Linked DNA regions of Cricetulus griseus: region 1 is linked to region 2. The links are chromatin contacts, called in public Hi-C maps. All regions are on one chromosome and are shown on one strand. The core of a region is the stretch at or near the end of the contact, and the rest is flanking DNA. Distances in the headings are between cores, read along the strand shown.

Region 1 (3,524 bases), core at 160-2,659, 180 kb before region 2:
CGAACACACCCCTACCAGTCATAAAAACAATTACTTTTCAACATGCTATCTCCGATTTGCTAAACTCAAGCAGATTTTGAAAATATGGTATGAAGTAAACAGGCAATGTGTTAACGGTAAATTAGCACACTGTGGTACCCAAGGGCAGCATGAAGCCAAGATAGGCACACCATGAATTTGGGGTGGGGTTGGGGGGCTGTGTCAAAAGGCACAACCAAGAAAGAATGATGAAAGGTAACATTCCCCCAAAGCTGTCAGAGTCTGAAAAGAAGCCAATCCCTAGTGATTGGGCCTACTGTAAAACAAGACTATAAACATAAAGTTTTCCTGCCTGATGTAGAGGATGTTTCTACAGGAATATATTTCCTCCACTTCCTTGTACACACAAGCAGCAATAGGAGTTTGCCTATGAACGTAAAGGGCTAGTCTTTTAGTGTATTTGCGTTATAATATATAAGTCAGCATGTATATAGGAAGGGCTCCCTGAAAACAGTTATTAAAGAGCCCAACTACTGCTCCATGTCCATGCATATTAGTAGTCTGCTCCAGAAGCCTTCCTTTTTAAAATGTGCATTTAGGAATGAAAGGGAATACAATATAACCAAAGGAGATTGGGACAGTCTAGGTTGAACCTACCAGTGACAGAGGTGCCTGCTCATCTTTGCTCTTTCTTTCTTACCTGCAGGTGACAGATACTTATCTCTGCCACCAGGGTTCTCAGCTGGCTCAAGTTTCTGCCAGCAGTGTGCAAGGGAATTTAATGACTGCCACCTGCAGTTTATGTGTGTAAAATGCCGAGCAGTATATTGGAGATCACCTGCTAGCCAAAAGCACTTTCAGGAAATCACTTTTGAGATATCAGAGAGCATCAGATATCCTATATCAGAGATAAGGAGGTCATGTATATGTGCCCACCAGTGCCCACCAACCACAGCACTCAGATGCAGAAAACCTACCCTTCCTCTTCTCCATTAGGGGCACTGTTTACTGGACTTACCTCATGGTGAAATGATGTTAGATGCCTTCTGTTTGCTATACAGATGCTCATACAGGCTCATACAGGCTCATACAGATGCACAAACACATAGAAGGAAGAATTATTATACTTTCTGTTTGTACACTGTATGTTACTAATATGAATAAGATTGGAAAAAATAACATAGAGAAATGGCTCTCTGATCAACTCAAATTGTTTACTTTTTCTGAGTAAGAAGCATCTAGAACCACAAAACCACAATTACTGTGGAGCATCCCTTTACCGAGCCTGGCCACCCCAAGTGTTTCCATATTTGCAATAGATCAGTTATAGCATGTTAAGTACTTTTATCCTAACCTACTTGGGAACCCATACCCCCAGGTGAAAGCTACAGAGGTAATGAGTCTTCAGGAATGCAGACACAGCCAAATGGAATTAATGGGGCGTGCTGGGCCAAAGTTCTTTTTACAGTAACTCTTTTAAATAAACAACACACAAAAGACACAGGGAGAGATCCTCATCATTGCTTTGCTAAGTAGTCTATGTTTTGAGTTATTTTTTGGTGATGTGATGGGTAGTTTTAATTATCAAGGGGGCATAAACTAGACCCCCCCCCCGGGAGAAGAGCCTCCAAGAACGCCTGTGAGGAATTACATCAATTGATGTGAGAAGATCTGCCTACTGTGAGTGGCACCATTCCCTGAGCTCGAGGCCCTGGACTATACAAATGAAACTTTCCAATTCCAACAGGTTTAGAGTAGCCCCTCTACTTATCACAGCCACAAGACACCACAGACAAAGAATAAACATGTTTGGATTCATCTAATTTTTGTATCAATGTCCCAAAAATACTTTTAAGATACAAATGGAAGACTGGTGGAAGGATGAACCATTTCTGTGAATTCAGTCATTAATCAACTCACTGTTTTCTTAAGAGCTAGTGAAATTAGTGTCCTTTTAAGTAATTATGATAAAGGATGTGAGAGGTGGGGACAGGTAGATCTACAGTGTGGCTCCCGCTAGGTAGGGTATTCAAGGCTGACTATTCCAAACAGGGAATCTGGGCTTCTTTTCTATACATAAGAAGCTGAACATAAGCCCAGCAGTGGCGGTGCATGCCTTGAATCCCAGCACTCTGTGAGTTCAAGCCTGGTCTACAGAGTGAGTTCCAGCACAGGCTCCAAAGATACCTGAGAAACCCTATCTCAAAAAAAAAAAAAAAAAAAAAAAAAAAAAAGCTGAACAGACATGACTGATTTTTTGGTCCCCCCCTGAAATATCTGTGGGCCCTGGGTTTCATCCTTCCAATAACATCTGGAGTCTGAAGTCCAAGGAAACTAAATACTTCAAGTCCTATATGTCTATGAAATGGATATTTGCTTTCCAATGAAAATGGACTTAGAGCTTTGTATTAACTAGAGAGGGAAATGACATGCAATGCCAACAACACATCTTAAAGCATCCCTGGTGGTTCAGATGGGCAGGGGCATCCTGGGCAGCAGCTATCAGTCTCCCTTCAGGTACTATCATAATGTCCCTTCAGGTACTATCATAATGTCAGATCTAAGACCCTACAATTCCCAGACAACAGACTTCCTAGTAGGGATATTAAAATATTAAGTGTCTAAGTCAGGTTATAGCAATGTCTGTGGTTCTATCATGGAGAAAAGTTAAAACCATATATTACTTCATCTGTCATTTTGGGATTATCAAGCCCTTGGTAACTGTGAGCTGGAACAATTGCCCTGCTGACGTGCCTTCCATAGACTCAGCAGGCTTGGTCTGGGAGGACATATGCTGTCTCCCCCGGTGCTTTTTCCTTGTTTGCTGAAGTTAGTAAAATACACATCTAAAAACTGCATGTGATTACAGCAAAGACCTTGGACTTAATTGTAAACATGGCAGTGGAGATCCTAGAAATTAGCATGCAGAGAGAAAACATACCCAAACACTGGTTACAAGAAATGTCAGGCCTAATACCTTGAATAATTAAATCACTCTCAGATTGTCATTGCAGAGTTTTTAAAAACTATCATCCTCTACACTATATTACCAACAATGGTCACTTGTAATGTGTTTTTTCAGTGTTATATAACAATCCCTCTTAGGCAGTGTGGCCTAGGTTTTGTATCATTTCTAAATCATGTTAGTCAGAATTTGGTATTGATATTCTAGACTCATGATTTAACTTGGAAGCTGATTTATGATTAACAAACCAAGTACAACCCTGAATGTATCCAATTCAATCCAGGAAGTAGGGAGCTTATGTGTAAGTATTGCAGACTTAGAAAGTCATCAACTAATTTAGAGCTAGGAACAAAGACTGATTCTCTCTCTCTCCCCCCCCTCTCTCTCTCTCTCTCTCTCTCACACACACACACACACACACACACACGAATTTTTAAATTGTATTATTTTTAATTTCTAATTTCATTTATTTACAGATGGGTAAAAATTTAATGACACAATCAATATAGGGACTTTTAAAATATTTATCTCCCTCTCCTTTGTGAGTGTTCTGTTTACACTTATTTGTTTGGTTTTTTTT
Region 2 (3,563 bases), core at 816-3,315:
AATAATTTTCTAAAAACATTAAATTTTAACAATAATCATACCTTGACAGTCCAAAGCCTTGGTTCTAAACGGGACTATTGGCAAGAAAGGTTGTATGGAATTCAAATCTCAGTTGTTCTTCCAACTGCATGAGTATCACAGATGGAAGACAAATGATTCATTTCGAAACACACCTGTCAATCAGCTCTCCATTTAGCTGTTGGATGATAGCCAGAGTGGGAAGAAATAAAAGGGGCAAGCTGACCCACAGGAGGGCTCTCAACCGGTCACCTCACATTCACACCTTCATTTTTTCCCCAGTTTATTAAGATAGGGTCTAAGCACATAGGTCAGGCTGCCCCTAAACTCTCTAGTAGCCCAGGCTGTCCTCAAATTCAATTTTCCTACCTAACCTTCCTAGAGTTGAGTTTAGAGATGCGCATTATGCCTGGTTTTATTCAAGCCAGCTTTCTCTGCACACTCGTCGTTACATTTCCAGTGGGTGTGTGTCTAAAGGTCTATCTTCTGAGTAAAAACCAACATCTGAGTGTAATTGCAGCTACAAAAAAAAAAAAAAAAAAAAAAAAAAAAAATTGCTCTCAGAGATTAAGTCTTGTTTCCCAGTTCTTCACAATTTACCCATTAAAGGGAATTGTTGAGACTGACTGAGTAGTTATGCTAGTCCACTCCTGCACAGAACACATGGGCTGGTGAGATAGTTTAGTCTGTAAAGTACTTGCTATACAAGCTCAAGGATCTAGGTTCAAGTTCCAGAAACCATTTTAAAACTCTGGGTGTGATGGGAGGGGGTGCACAGTCCAAACCCAATTCTACTAATACACTTGGCAGCTTCTTGGTTTACTAAACACAAACCCCTCACCTTACAATGTATGCAGCAACCTGCTGGTGACTCAGGATGCCTACCCTCTTCTAAACAATGGAATAAAGGTCTCCTCTCCTTCACTACCATCAAATGTGAACAGTTTCTAGTCAACCAGACTCCAGTTATGGCTGGGTACAAGGGAAAAGGAGCCCCTCAGGCCTGAAGTAATTTGGGGTCCATGTACAGTCAAGCAAACCATGTGCTGTGAGAGATCATGTAGAGAGAATCTCCTGTTTACTACCTCATGCCTATATATAATTGGCCATGCATATGGTTACTGCATTATGGGAGGGGACACACATAGTAAAGGTTACATAACTAAAATACACCAATCAAACTAGAGAACTGCCACATTACACCCATAAGCACGGCTTATTTTTCCTTTAGATCCCATAAAAGACACCCTCATGTGGTCTGCTGTCACCTACACAGTGTATTTCTCTGTGTCTGTACTATCGCCTTGATTTTAATAGCGTTTCCTTTTCCTTGCTAGCTGTTGGTGGCGGTGGGGCAGGGAAACTAAGTGTGTTGGCACATTATAGCAATCCCAGCACTGGGGAGGCGGAGACAGCAGAGTCCCTAGGGCTTGCTGGCCAGCCAGCCTGACCTACTTGGCATGCTCTAGTGACAGACTCTATCTCTGAAAGGAAGCTTCTGAGGAATGGCATCCTACACTGATGTCTACTTTTCATATACACATACATACACCCACCTATGTACACATGCTTGCTCTCTCTCTCTCTCTGTCTCTCCCTCTCCCTCTCTCTGTCTCTCCCTCTCCCTCTCTCTCTCTCTGTCTCTCTCTCTCTCTGTCTCTCTCTCTCTCTCTTAATGAAAACATGTGCCCATCATCATAATCAAGAAGTCAAGCTGCAGGGACATACTTGGCTGTCCGGACTTCCACCGAGCCCTTGAGCTTCTCCTCACTATCGTTTTCAAAGTACATCAGCTTGGACTGACGCAGGACAAACCAGCGACGCTTCCAGTTTCTCCTGGACAGTGTGGAGGAGCCTCCGCCTTTCTTGTGCAGCCAGCCTTGCTTGAGGGCTTCCTGCTTGGAGCGGAACCACAGGAAGGTCTCATCTTTGAGGACACACCAGCGGCGCTTCCAGGAGTTCATTAAACCACCTGTTCCCCCAGGAAGGGGCAGGGAAAGGAAAGATTACAAAGTCAATCACACCAAGTGACAAAGTCCACAGCCCAGTTTGAACCTTGTCTCAGCCGACACACACGCACTCACAGACCCTTCCAGAGTGGAGGAGGGGCGTCTGGCTTCTGTTCCGTGTACAGAAGATGGTCCAGCAAGGCTATGTCATCCAAGAATGCTGTTCCTCCCTGATCTACAATACGGCTCCTCCTCAGGCTGCTGAGAAATCTCCTGCAGCGGCTCACACGGAAATAGTCAAGACTGATGATCTATCCCAGAGTGACTATAAGAGCCTTAAATAAGCAAGAAGCTTCTCTACATGTATAGTCCACAGTCTCCTCCAAGTGCCTGAGAGATATTAATCTTCCCTCACTTGGCAGATGGAGGAGCAATCACTGTCAGTTCTAGAACTCATGATGAAGTCTCAGTTCCAGAGGATATGAAACATACTGTGTTTGGGGCAACACATCTTCTCATACAAAACCAGCGTCACCTGAAAATGGATTCCAGATGGAAGGCAAAAGGCTGAGGCTGTAACTAACAGGCAGGAGCGTGTCGTGACGTGTGTCAGACTATAAAAGTCTACCTGCCTTCTTTCCTTCCATTCTTTTTTTTTTTTTAAAGATTTATTTATTTATTTATCATGTATGCAGTGCATGCCAGAAGAGGGCACCAGATCACATTACAGATGGTTGTGAGCCACCATGTGCTTGCTGGGAATTGAACTCAGAACCTCTGGAAGAGCAGCAGTCAGTGCTCTTAACCCCTGAGCCATCTCTCCAGCCCCCTTTCCTTCCATTCTTGTTTTGTGGTACTGGTGACTAACCGGGGGACTTGTGGATGCTAAGCAAGTTAGTATGTGCCACTCCTCTCTGTTCCATTTGTTAAACTTTGTTTTGAGGTAGGGTCTCACTCAGGTTTCTAGGCTGCCGTCCTGCTTCAGCCATCTGAGTAGCTGAAGAAACATTGCATGCCACCACACCCGGTGGAAAATGCCTTTTGACTTGACATGAAGTGAGAGGAATAAATAGGATGTGACTTGGTAGCCAGTATGTGACTGGCATCTTACTCCCCTCACTTGGAGACCTTCTTACAACAGTACGTGGGAGAACACAATCTACTTCTGTAGCTCACTATAAAACTGCTCATGCTATGTTCTTAACCACAACCACAGCAAGGGATACTTAACATGGAGACTTAAAGCCCAAACAACAGTGCATCTCTTCAGCCAGAAAACAAATCTAACAGGCTTTTTCCTGGAGTGAATGGACAGCCGGGATAGCCCTTCCCCTCACTGAAATACCGAGATACTCTCCCTCAGACAGAAAGTTCTCCACTCAAGTGGCTGAGGCTGTTTGTGACGAAGCCAAGACAGAGCTGTTTTCCCACAGCAAATCTGCCAAGGACTCTCACGATGAAACATTGTGATTGTTTTGATTTGTGACTTTAATCTCTCAAAACAGGCCTAGAGGAAAACTGCAGCACAAGGTTGTTCTGTTGTCTGTCGCATTATCTTTAAGTGACCAATCTTAGTCAAGTATGTTAACAGCAGTC

Evidence for each region. A called contact is a pair of places that touch in the nucleus more often than the background predicts.
Region 1: a Hi-C map of the CHK-Q cell line shows a contact between it and region 2, with 5 times the contacts expected there. The contact joins two enhancer-like sites. A contact is called at or near these places in 5 of 8 Hi-C or Micro-C datasets (the CHK-Q cell line, the CHL-YN cell line, the CHO-K1 cell line and 1 more).

The regions. Positions count from the first base shown.
Region 1 is chr2:356,747,691-356,751,214 of CriGri-PICRH-1.0, reverse strand. The region is part of intron 3 of Retreg1 (reticulophagy regulator 1); the gene reads right to left. Among named protein-coding and RNA genes, the nearest start is that of Znf622, 26 kb to the left of the region's middle. Within about 2 kb of position 1,409, at least 1 of the 6 cell types and tissues checked has open chromatin away from gene starts, as enhancers often do.
Region 2 is chr2:356,572,128-356,575,690 of CriGri-PICRH-1.0, reverse strand. Myo10 (unconventional myosin-X) reads right to left here. Exons shown (of 41, transcript XM_027400038.2): 27 at 1,747-1,990. Among named protein-coding and RNA genes, the nearest start is that of Retreg1, 71 kb to the left of the region's middle. Within about 2 kb of position 2,065, at least 1 of the 6 cell types and tissues checked has open chromatin away from gene starts, as enhancers often do.